Regions from separate parts of the Sus scrofa genome. Here region 2 is linked to region 1. Evidence: chromatin contacts called from public Hi-C data. All regions are on one chromosome and are shown on one strand. The core of a region is the stretch at or near the end of the contact, and the rest is flanking DNA. Distances in the headings are between cores, read along the strand shown.

Region 1 (6,099 bases), core at 3,508-6,007:
TGTCTTCCTTATGAAACATATCTAGCCTTATGGGTAGAGACGTATGGGTAGAGGAGGATTGTGAACTTGTACCAGTAGTGTTACAAGAATGTGCCAGAGGGAGTTCCCATCGTGGCGCAGTGGTTAACGAATCCGACTAGGAACCATGAGGTTGCGGGTTCGATCCCTGGCCTTGCTCAGTGGGTAAACGATCTGGCGTTGCTGTGAGCTGTGGTGTAGGTTGCAGACGCGGCTCAGATCCCATGTTGCTGTGGCTCTGGCGTAGGCTGGTGGCTACAGCTCTGATTCGACCCCTAACCTGGGAACCTCCCTATGCCATGGGAGTGGCCCTAGAAAAGGCAAAAAGACAAAAAAAAAAAAAATGTGCAGGATGTGTAAATTTAAAAAAAAAGTAAAATATGTAAATTGAAAAATCTTTGCTGAAATTTTTCACTGGTGCTTTCAGATGAATTTTGTTCTCCCACCCCCCACCCCAATTCATGTTGAAGTACTAACCCCTCGTGCCTTATAAATGTGACTGTACTTGGACATTGGGTCTTCGAAAAGGAATTAAGATGAAATGAGATGCTTCAGATCATCTAGACAGAAAATCAACAAGGAAACACAGGTTTTAAACAACGCATTAGACCAGATGGACTTAATAAACATTTATAGAACATTCCATCTGAAAGCAGCAGAATGCACATTCTTCTCAAGTATACATGGAACATTCTCTAGGAAAGAACATATTCTGGGCCACAAATCAAGCTTTAGTAAACTTAAGAAAATTGATATCATATGAAGCATCTTTTCCAACCATAATGCGATAAGACTAAACCAACAAGAAAAAACTGCAAAAAACACAAACACATGGAGACTAAACAGTATGCTACTAAACAACCAATGGATCACAGAAATCAAAGAGGAGGGATGGATGGGGGTTGGGGCTGACAGAGGAAACGCTATCCAATATTCTACGATAATCTATGTGGGAAAAGAATCTGAAAAAGAATGGATGTGTGCACATGTATAACTGAATCACTTTGTTGTATAGCAGAAATTATCACAACATTGTAAATAAACTTCAATAAACTTCTAAAAAATGGAAAAAAAAAGATGAAATGAAATCCTTAGGTTAGGCCCTACTCCAATACAACAGTGTCCTTAGAAGAAGATAAGGTAGGACACAGACACACACAGAGGCAAGACCACATGAAGATACAGAGAGGAGGCGGCATCTAAGCCAAGGAGCGAGGCCTCAGAAGAAACCAACCCTGCTGAGACTTCACTCTTGGACTTTCAGCCTCCAGAATTGTGAGAAAATAAGTTTCTATTGCTTAAGCCAGTCAGTCTGTGGTATTTTGTTTGGGCGCCCTAGAAGCTAATACAATAGGTAACATTTAACTTTTATGACCAACAAAGATCAACAGAGGTATCTTCAGTTTGCAAAAATAAAACAAAATACCAAACAACTAAACAATAACCAGTCAACCTTTTAAAATGTGATTGGTTTTTACAACTATAGCTTATCATTGTCATACTTTGAGTTCTTTGGGGGAAGCTTATTTCTGCCTCATTCATGCCATTTTTCCTCAAATTCCAGTAAACAAGATGGTACTCCTCAATTCAGGTACAGGGTCTAGTCCCTAAAAACTATATACAAAACTTTAATACATAGTTTTTATTGCTGTTGTATTGGCCTTGTTGATATAAACTCAGGACTAATCAGACCAGCCTGAAGTCTCTAGGATTGAAGGTTAATTTCTTGATCTAAGACAGGCACACTCAATCTTTTCATCCACCTCCACAGAGAACAGAATCGTATGAACAAGATCCCCTGAAGAGTTCCAATAACTTCAGTCTCTACCATTCTGGGAAGCACGTCAGAATGGAAAGGAATATTACTTCAATGGCTTAGGGATTATTTTAATTTTTAAAAGGTACAACATTAGAAAACTTCAACAATTTATTGTTAAATCGTTAAAACTCTTGTTAACCCTAGTGAACTGCATGTCTAAAGTATTGAACTCTGGAGTTTCTTGTGGTCTAGTGGTTAAGCCATTGTCCCTGCTGTGGCTTAGGTTACTGCTGTGGCTTGTGTTCAATCCCTGGCCTGGGAACTTCTGCATGCCATATGCCAAAAATAAATAAAGTACTGAACTCTGTTAATATATTGAAAGGACACCTGAGTGGGTAAGAAACTTAGTCACTCCAAAAATCCCCAATGCTGGAGTACCCATCATGGCTCAGTGGTTAACAAACCCGACTAGTATCCATGAGGACATGGGTTTGATCCCTGGGTTAAGGACTGGGTGTTGCCGTGACCTGTGGTGTAGACCTGCAGCTACAGCTCCGATTTGACCCCTAGCCTGGAACCTCCATATGCCGTATCCCCCTTAAAAAAAAAAAAAAAATGGACGGAAAAAAAAAAATTCCCAATGCTGCAAATCACCATTCTCCACCAGCTGCTCTTCCAGATAGGTAAGAAACACTTCAGAATAAAGGTCTGACTTTCATGGCGATTTAGATGTAGCTCCTGTGTTACTATCTTCATGGAAGCCTACCCCTTACAGGAAGGGGTTTTTCTAAAAGAACCTGCAAATGGGAAGCAGCTGGTAGAGGGCAAGGGCATGTGCTTTGGTGCTTCCAAGAAAAAGGGGTTTCTGGTTCTTCTACAAGGACTACTTTGCAGAGTTGTAAAGTACAGTTTGAAGGGCTGTTGTAAATTTTAGCATTGATTGATGATACACTGCATGCCATAAGCTTAACAGGCTGTAAATTCTGGTATAAAAAAATAACTCATTGTAGAATTGTGACACAGGAGAATGTATTCATTCTCAGACTATTTATTGACTGTGTACTATGTGTCAGACTATTCTAGGGGCTGGAGATGCAGTGATGAAAACAAAACAAAAAATTCCTGCCCTTCTTTAGTTTATGGTTCAGAGCCGCAGCTTACTTTCTAGTGGTGGGTTTTATATTCTAGAGAAATGGTGACTTGCAGCATTAGGGATTTTTAGAGTGCTCCCTTTGCTTTTCTTTTGATTTAAAAATAGTTTGTTGCCATCGCTTTTGCAAGTAAACCAGTTTTTGTTAATCTCCATGATAATCCATCCAGCTGAGAAATTAAAAAATATCACAATACCTTAGACTTGGAAGGGATCTGAATTGAGATAATATTTTTAACTCCTTTATTTTACAGATGGAAAAAAAAAAAAGACACTGACATTTACCTACTGCATTACTGAGAGATTGAAGACTAGGCCTTAGATCTCTTCTCTTAATTGCTTTCCTTAATCACATTCCTCATGGTTTCTGGGTCTCTCAATCGAGGTCTGAGTCGTAAGAAGTGATGCTTGCAAAAAATACAGATGGTGCACTGAGTTCAGAAAGAGCTGTAAATTGTAAATTGATATGGTTAATTAGAAAACAGGGACTGAAAACAGAAATAGACTAACAGAGAGAAAAAAACAAACTTGTGGTTACCAAAGGGGAGAGGAAAGCAGGACAGACAAATTAGAAGTGAAGGATTAACAGACACAAAGGACTATGTCTAAAATAGATAAGCAACAAGGATAAACTGTACAGCACAGGGAATTATAGCCATTGTTATAATGTAAAGTGGAGTATAATCTGCAAAAATACTGAATCGCTATGCTGTACCTGAAACTTAATATTGTAAATCAACTATACTTCAGTTTAAAAAATAAAAAAGGAAGAGCGGCTTGCAGAAAGACTGACAGCATATCTGAGCTCTAAACCTAGCCAACTCATTTAACCTGGTCCCTATATTCCTTGTCTTTCAAATGAAGGGATAGGCTACTTGATGGGAATATTTGCACAGCACTTTGAGCCCTTTTAAAAACACGCATTGTGTAAAGAGACTTACAAAGTGCCAGCATAGAGTGCTAAAAAGTGTTAGTAGGCTTAAGAGTCCAGGAGCTTTAACCAAAGTTCTTGATCAGCGTGGTGACATAACGTTACCAGCATTTTATTATTAATCTGGTTGCGAATTACTGCTAAGATTGGGAAGGTGAGGCTGGAACTTCAGAGAGAGAGAGAGACCAGTAGGATGGCTGTTGCTAGAGTCTAGTAGAAGATGAGGGCATCCAGTACATTGCGGTAATGAAACCTGCTAGGAACGTGTTCTTAACAGGGCACACGCAAACTCGTTATTTAAAAGGAAGGGAAAAGGTCTTTTGAGTGTTTGGTTTTTTTTTTTTGCTGTTGTTGCTGTTTTCGTTTGTTTGTTTTTAAAGCAGCTACTGTAGAGGCTTGAGAGGCGAGGAGAGCTCATTTGGAATTAAAACAGTTAGATTCCTGGCTTCACCACCTCTAATTATGTAATATAGAGGAAGTCGCCTAACCTCTCTTGAACCTGGGTTTCGTTTTCTCCAAATTAAGGAGACAATCCCTACTTGGCCAGCATTTCTATGCACAAAACTAGGCAAGTGGCTTAGGGCACCTAGCAATGGCGCTGACGGGTGGCTCCCGCCTTCCCCCGGGTATCCTTAGGGCTAGAGCTGAGGAGCCAAGGACCGCTCAGGCCCGGAAAGCGGTTCCACCTGGAGACGGCGGCCGCGCACTCTGGTCCGGGGCCGGGCTGACCTCTGAACGCTGGCCCCACTTTGGACCAGGCTTCGCGCGGGAGGACGGCGCCTCCCCCGCCAGAGGGGCTCCGCGGACGCCGAGAGGGAGCGGGCGGCACCGGGCGAGAGACGGTGACGGCGCGGGAGGCTGGGATGGCCACCCCCACGCCGCCGCCCGCGAACTCGCCGGGAGTGCTGGGCCGCGCTGGCCGCGTTTGAAGTCTCCGGCGCGGCCGCTGGTTGGCTCGCGTGGGTCACGTGGCCCAGGCAGGAGTTTCCCCGACAGCTGGAGGCTGCGTGGGATCCGGCGGCGGCTCCGGAGCTCAGCGGTGCGGCCTTCCCCGCCCCCTCCCTCCTCCCCCGCCCGCTTCCGCCCGGCTTATTATCCTCCTTATTGACAAACAGAGCGGCCGCGGCGGCGACTCTCGGCGTGCGTTTGTGGCCAAGCCATGGGAGACAAGAAGAGCCCTACCAGGTAACAGCGCCCGGGCCCCCGGGCCCGGACTGTACAGGCGACGGGGCTCTCGCGGCGGGCTTCGGGCACTCGTCTCGCTCGCCGCCGGGGCAACGGGGCTAGAACGGGGGCGGCACCGCTGCTGCGCGAGCGCTGCCGCGTGAGGGGCCGGCGCCGGCCGCCCCACAATGGAGCCGCGATGGCGGAGGCCGGCGCGGCAGGCCGGGGTGTCCGAGCGGAGGCGGCGGCTGCGACCGCGCTCGCGCCCTCGCCTTCCTGACTCCCCTCCCCCTCTGAGCCCGAGGCGGGCGCGCCGGGCGCTGGCGGGGCGGGGGTCGCGGGCCTGGGGCGGGGGGCGGGGCGGGCGCGGCCGCGGGGCCCGGGCGCGGCCTGCTGGTGACCCCGCGCCGCGTCGTGTCCGGGTTGTGTCCTGCAGGCCGAAGCGGCAGCCGAAGCCGTCCTCGGATGAGGGTTACTGGGACTGTAGCGTCTGCACCTTCCGGAACAGCGCCGAGGCCTTCAAGTGCATGATGTGCGATGTGCGGAAGGGCACCTCCACCCGGTGAGTCCCGCGCCTGCCCTGCGCGCCGCCAGCCGGCGGGGTCGAGGCGCCGAGGACGCCCCTGCGGCTGCCGTCCCCTCCCGCGACACTCGCCCACCCGTCGGGCGGAGGCGAGACTGAGGTGGTGTCCGCGATAGGAACTGGGTCACGTTGATCGCGACCCTAGCGCTCGTTTGCGGTGAAGGGAAATTGAAGAGGCTGTAACGTTTCTTGCTGCCAAGAGAGAATAAATTATTAAAGAGAGGCATTAGCCACTGCGATTTAATGATTTAATTCATATCGCTGGGTGTAATGCCGCATCCCCCTTTCCCCAGCACACATTCCGGATGTAAGAACGTAGGCTGCATTGTTGTGTTAGTGTGTAGGAATCAAAGAAGCACCATGCAATCCTCTTTAGAAGCAAAAGATGTAATTTAATTTCCTTCCTCAAAAAAGTATCTGATTATAGAATACATAGTAGATTAAGCTTTTTTTTAATATAAACGTCTAGAAGGGTCAGATCAGGGTTTTGTGTA
Region 2 (5,959 bases), core at 579-3,078, 59 kb before region 1:
CCAGTTGTACCTGAATAGCAGCTGACGCCTTTTGAAAGATTTTTACATTTTAAAGTCCAGAGATGATACATCAACAGCCTAACTTCTGAGACTGTACCTGCAGCAACTGTAATAATTAAGAAATACTGGACTGCCTATTAGGCCCTGGAATTACAAAAGTAAACAAGACAGATATGGTCCCTTCTGAACAATCTAGCTCAGAAGCAAAAGAGATAAGCAATCGAGATATATCTGGTAAGTGCTACTATGAGGGAAGCAGAAGGCACTTAGCACTTGGTAAGAGTACCTAACTCTAAGAGAAGTCAGAGAAAGTGACTAAACTGAGATCTTTAGCAGGTGTACGAATTATCCAGAAAGAGGTAGGGTAGGGATCCGGAAAAATCAAATGCCACAGAGAAAAAAGAACTTTTGCAAAGACCCTCAGGGAAGAAAAAACTATTGAGAAAGTGATATGAGTTCAGTACCGCTAGAGACTTCGCCCAGCCTTAAATGCAGGTGTCAGAGAATGGGCTCAATTGAAAAGGCTAGAGGGAAAAAATAAGTGTCAGGAGAAGGAAGAAAATTCCATAAACAGGTGTAACATGTAAAAGAGTTTGTTAAGCAGAGAAGAAAGGTTTCAGAGGGCACAGATGTTTTGTCGAGGGGTGAAATGTGGAAGAAAAGGAGAAAGAAGCAGTGATAGCCTAAATCAAGGGAGAGGGAGCACAAAGCAGCACGGGGATGAGGATGTAGCAAAGAAGACCAAAGGGGCTTACATCTTGGGCGGTAACCAAGGATAACAGGGATGTGAAGCATAGTAGTTTTGGTGGGCCACAAGTTTGCCAAGAGAATTAGTCCCAGCGGTCCCCTGGTGGACGCGGAGGCATTCGGGCCTCTCAAAATCCTGCAGCGCCCTGGCTGGATTGCACTTCCGTCTCTCTAGAAGACATCAGCTTCGGTCTGGATTGACTGTGCAGGCTCCAGGAGAGGCTCTGAGTTCCAGGCTGCTGGCACGCAGGCTCCCGGGGAGTGGTTAGAGGCCTGGTCTGTGTGTGCTGGTGGGTAGAAGTTAAGTATAAACTACCTTGCATTATTTTCTGATTTTTCTGTAGGAAAGATGGGCCTGTTTACAGCCACTTAAGAGAAAAAGCAGTGTGTGCCCATTATAGATTTATAGGAGGAAAAAAAGTGCTAAGAAGTTTAACATTTGTCCATACCAATACTCAAGATGAGTCATTCTGTGAATCGGAGTCTCCCCCAAGTTGACCTTGTCTCCTCAACAAGACTGATATCCTGCAGCAAAAGGCCTCTTTTACACTTTTCTGTAGCTCCTTAAGTGCCTACAACCGAACTGGGTACGTCGAACACACTCAGTAAATTTACTGACTTCCTAACTGATCTCGAGTCATTGAACTCACCTAGATCAGTCCTCTTTTTACATATTATGGTGCTATACAGAAGCGAACCTATACCACAGACTCAACACTTTCTTTATTCCAAACTCCCACTAGTCTCTCCACCCTCAACCGCAGGGGCAGAACTGTTTGTTGCACGATTCAAATGCAGCGGGAGACTCCAGGTCCCGCCGCGGAAACGCCCACCCGCCCGCTCATTCCTTAGAGTTGTACCGGCCAACGACCCTGTACCGGCCCACGCGCCTGTCCCTGCCCACCTCTCAGAATGATAAAATCCGCTCACCGACTCTGAGCCTCCGGGAGACCCCGTAAATACAATCGTCCGCTCGTCGCCGCGCTCCCAGGCAGCACTTCCGGCGCGCATAAAGACGTCAGCAAAAGCACCCGCCCCTAGGCCCGCCTCCAGAGCGTGGGTCAAAGGGGAGCCGGGAAGAGGCGCTACTGCTGCTACTTTCTCATCTACGGAACCTGACCCCTCCCGGGACCCGTGATGCCAAGGCAGCTGCGAGGGGCAACGAACTGTCGGGCTTGAGCCCCAGCTGAGGCTCGCGCTTTTCGGGTCTCCTGGGCCCGCCCCACCTGAAGGTAAGCTCCTCCCCGGCTGCGGCCTTTCTCCCTACGGGCTCCTCCCCAGACCCAGCCGCCGGAATCACTTGTCCCTCTCTCCCTACACCTTTTTTTAATTACAGGACCTTTACCTTTGCCTGCCTTCCCCGTTCTAACCAGAACGGCTAACGTGCGAGGAGTTTCAGTTGGAAGCTTTTAAAAAGCGACCTATCGATGCTGAGTTCCTGAAGTTGTCTAAGTCCGGCGTGCCAAGCGAGCATCAGCGCGTTTTCCCATTACATCATTTTAGAATATTTTGTCGTTTGTGATCTTAAATACCCACCACACACGTTTTTAAAATCGAAAATTTGAGTTTGACTGAGTCCGATGTAATTCTCACAGATTATTACTGACTTTGTAATATATAGCATAGAAATGTATTACAGATTATATTTGTACACTTAAAATACATATACAAATCAATACCCTTCAGGGCACTGAAAACTATTCATATAATGTATCATTTCAAATTAGCAATAATGTGAAAATTAGTGATTTGAAAGTTTCTTTACATCATCGAAAGATGAGGCTAAAATTTCCTGGTAACACAACTCCAGAGAAAAATATTATGACAACCAAAAAGGTACCCAGCCAAATTAGCAAAAATCAATGGCTAAGGTTCCTTCTGAGCTCCTAGACACTTTCTAGCTGCTTAGGCAAGGTAATAAGCATATCTGAAAGCACTTTCTTGCTTTTAGCCTGAGGGGAGCTTAAGAGTGTCCTCAGTGTTTTTCCTTCATCTGTTAGAAACTCACCTCTCCATTCACACCATATTCATCACTGAAAGGATTAGTGTAATGAATCTACTAGGAAGAAGGACCAGGAGTTTCTTGTGACTTAGGGGTAATAAACCCAACTAGTGTCCATGAGGATGTGGGTTCGATCCTGGCCTCACTCAGCGGTTAAGGATCTGGCAATGCTGTGGCTGTGGTGTAGGCCAGCAGCTGCAGCTCCAATTCCACCCCAGCCTGAGAACTTCCATATGCCACAGGTGTGGCCATAAAAAAATAAATACAAGTAAGTAAATAAAAAGAAGGACCAGAAAACTCTAAGTAGTGTCTGGAGAAAAGAAGTTCCTTAATTCACCCAGCTGGAGTCATTGCTCCTAAGTATTACTAAGAAGTTAGGAAAGTATGTAAATTTAACATTTGCCAATAATATTGATTTTACTTGGAATGAAGAATACTTGGTTTTGATTGCTTTTGGGTTTGTTTGTTTTTTTAGAAATGAGTGGTGGATTAGCCCCAAGTAAAAGCACAGTGTATGTATCCAACTTGCCCTTTTCCCTGACCAACAATGACTTATATCGGGTAAGTTTTTGTATTAGTACTCTTACCTACTGAATCCTCTATTTGAGATACAAATGTAGTTGAACAGTTCTCTCTTAAGCAAAATTCTTAAGTACATTACAGTCACTTAAATCATTAATACTAAGGACCTCTGTTGAATATGTAAGTGAAAAAAAATTAGATACTTGTGATTTCCAAAGAAAATTCTCATTTATTTATAGAGAATAACAAGTTTTTTTTAATAAACACAGAAGATACCCCTAGCATAATCAAGTTGATTTTTCCGGCTGCTTACTTGGCTTTCGAAACTGGTAGTGGTAGGGTTCCCATCGTGGCTCAGAGGGTTAAGAACTCAGCATAGTGTCCATGAGGATGCATGTTCAATCCCTGGCCCCGCTCAGTAGATTAAAGATCAGGCATTGAGGTGAATGAGCTTTGCTGTAGGTCGCAGACATGGCTTGGATCTGGCATTGCTGTGACTGTGGCACAGGCTGGCAGCTCCAATTCTACCCTTAGCCTGGGAACTTCTATATGCCACAGGTGCCACCATAAAAAGAGAGAAATTGATAGTGGGATAGATGTTTTGGAGGAAAGAACCTCCAAATGGAAGCAAAACAGACCCCTTAACTAACCCTTTAAATTCTGCAAGTATAAAATTTGTTTTCAATTCAGGATTGGAGACATTGAAAGAGAAAAAAAAAATCACTTCCAACATCTTCTTTTACTGCTTTACCTTAGAGAGCAAAATTTCCTGCTGTACCTGTCCTGAAGATGAATGATTGAGAGGAACTGAAAGGAGTGACATGAATCCTTTCTTCCAAATGTGCTGTCTTCTCCCTGCTATTTTGAGTAGATGTTAAGTATAGTAGAGAGATGCTGCATACATGATAAATAGTACTTGATTTATTAATTAAGATAGGTTAAGTCTTGGAGTTCCCGTCGTGGCGCAGCAGTTAACAAATCGGACTAGGAACCATGAGGTTGTGGGTTTGATCCCTGGCCTTGCTCAGTGGGTTAAGGATCCAGCGTAGCCGTGAGCTGTGGTGTATGTCGCAGACTCAGCTCGGATCCCGCGTTGCTGTGGCTGTGGCGTAGGCCGGTGGCTACAGCTCCAATCCCAGCCTGGGAACCTCCATATGCCACAGGAGCGGCCCTAGAAAAGGCAAAAAGACAAGGAAAAAAAAAAAAAGATAGGTTAAGTCTGAAAGAACAAAGAAAATGAACTTTAGTTTCCATTCCTGTATCAGAGACATTTTTGTTTTTATTGAACACTTACTGTATGCTGAACACTCCTGTAGGTACTAGGAACACATCAATGAACAAAAAGATGAAGATCCCTTTTGGCACATACAATATAGCAAGAGAGAAAAATAATTTGAAATATAAAAATTTCAAATGATATTATTTGTTAAATACTAAGTTAATGCTAAGGTATTAGGTGCTATGGAGTCAAAATAAAGCAGGAAAGGAGAGTTATTAAATGTTAGGTTGGGAATGGGGGTGAAATTTTACTTTGAGAAAGTGACTTGAATAGAGACATGAAGGAAGTAAAAGGCAGCTATGCAGATGTCTGGTGGGGGCAGCATTTCAGGCAGAGTAAATCAGAAGAGGAAGGGCAGTCAGAGGTAACCCCATTCAAAGGTACCTTCTAGGGCTTGCATAGAAAATGGTGAGGACTCTAAGTGAAATGAGAAGCCATTCGAAAATGTTATATACAAGACTGTCTTTATTGGTCTTCAGAATTCAGTATTAGTAACACTGCAGTCCAGTTATACTATGTTCCAGGGTTATATAACTTAATCATAGAACTCAATAATGTATTATTATTGATCGCATGTACTAATGTATTCTGAAAGACTTCTACGAAGCATTATGTAGTAGATAGGAACTATTAGTAATACGGGTACTGGCTGAAACAGCAGAAATAGATGAGATTACTTAGAATGAAGGTGTAGCTGTAAAAGGGAAGAAAGAGCCAAGTATAACGTGCCACCTAAGTATCAGGGTGGACAGAAGGAGGGGACTAAGGGGATAAAAGCTTTTTTGTTTTCCAAGCAGTGTAAGTAAGGATCTGTCTTCTGACATAGTGATTGCTTGGTGGGGTGGAGGGCAGGCTCAGCATTGACAGTTGAGCTGTGGTGGGGTTGACAGTTGTCCTGGATATACCACAGGAACAGAGAAGCTGTGCAGTGTGTGTGCCTTTCATCCACCACACATGAAGAGTGTTGGGTTTTTTTTTTTCTCTGTACTCTTCTGTCAGAAATTTAGAAACTGAGGCAAATATCTGTAACATCAATAACCAAAAAAGAGTATTATTCTAGTCTCTAAAATACAAATATATTTTCTAGGGCCTGCTTTATAAACCAAAGGTAAAAATTTTCATAGACTCCAACAAAGAATGTGGTCAGTATATACAACCTGAAAATTTAAGGCTATTTAATGATTTTAAATAAAATTGTAAATTATTATGTGGTCTTTTGTTTCAGATATTTTCCAAGTATGGCAAAGTCGTAAAGTAAGTATATCAGATTTGAAACTTCATTATTGTCTTTTTTTTCCTTTTTAAGTCTGCACTCACAGCATATGGAGGTTCCCAGGCTGGGGGTCAAATCAGAGCTATAGCTGCTGGCCTACACCACAGCCACAGCCATAGCAACGCAGGATCTGAGC

Evidence for each region. A called contact is a pair of places that touch in the nucleus more often than the background predicts.
Region 2: a contact with region 1 is called in a Hi-C map of skeletal muscle, with 4 times the contacts expected there. The contact joins the promoter of PPHLN1 here to the promoter of YAF2 in region 1. A contact is called at or near these places in 2 of 5 promoter capture datasets (fetal liver and liver), 13 of 47 Hi-C or Micro-C datasets (embryonic fibroblasts, fetal heart ventricle, fetal skeletal muscle and 4 more) and 2 of 2 datasets of contacts at active chromatin or transcription factors (alveolar macrophages and skeletal muscle).

What each region holds. Positions count from the first base shown.
Region 1 is chr5:73,496,005-73,502,103 of Sscrofa11.1, reverse strand. YAF2 (YY1-associated factor 2) reads left to right here and starts at 4,757. Exons shown (of 7, transcript XR_002344163.1): 1 at 4,757-5,043; 2 at 5,459-5,584.
Region 2 is chr5:73,552,074-73,558,032 of Sscrofa11.1, reverse strand. It overlaps PPHLN1 (periphilin-1), which reads right to left and starts at 1,828. Exons shown (of 8, transcript XM_013997950.2): 1 at 1,678-1,828. ZCRB1 (zinc finger CCHC-type and RNA-binding motif-containing protein 1) reads left to right here and starts at 1,793. Exons shown (of 8, transcript XM_021092556.1): 1 at 1,793-1,979; 2 at 3,225-3,310; 3 at 5,776-5,804. The coding sequence starts at 3,227.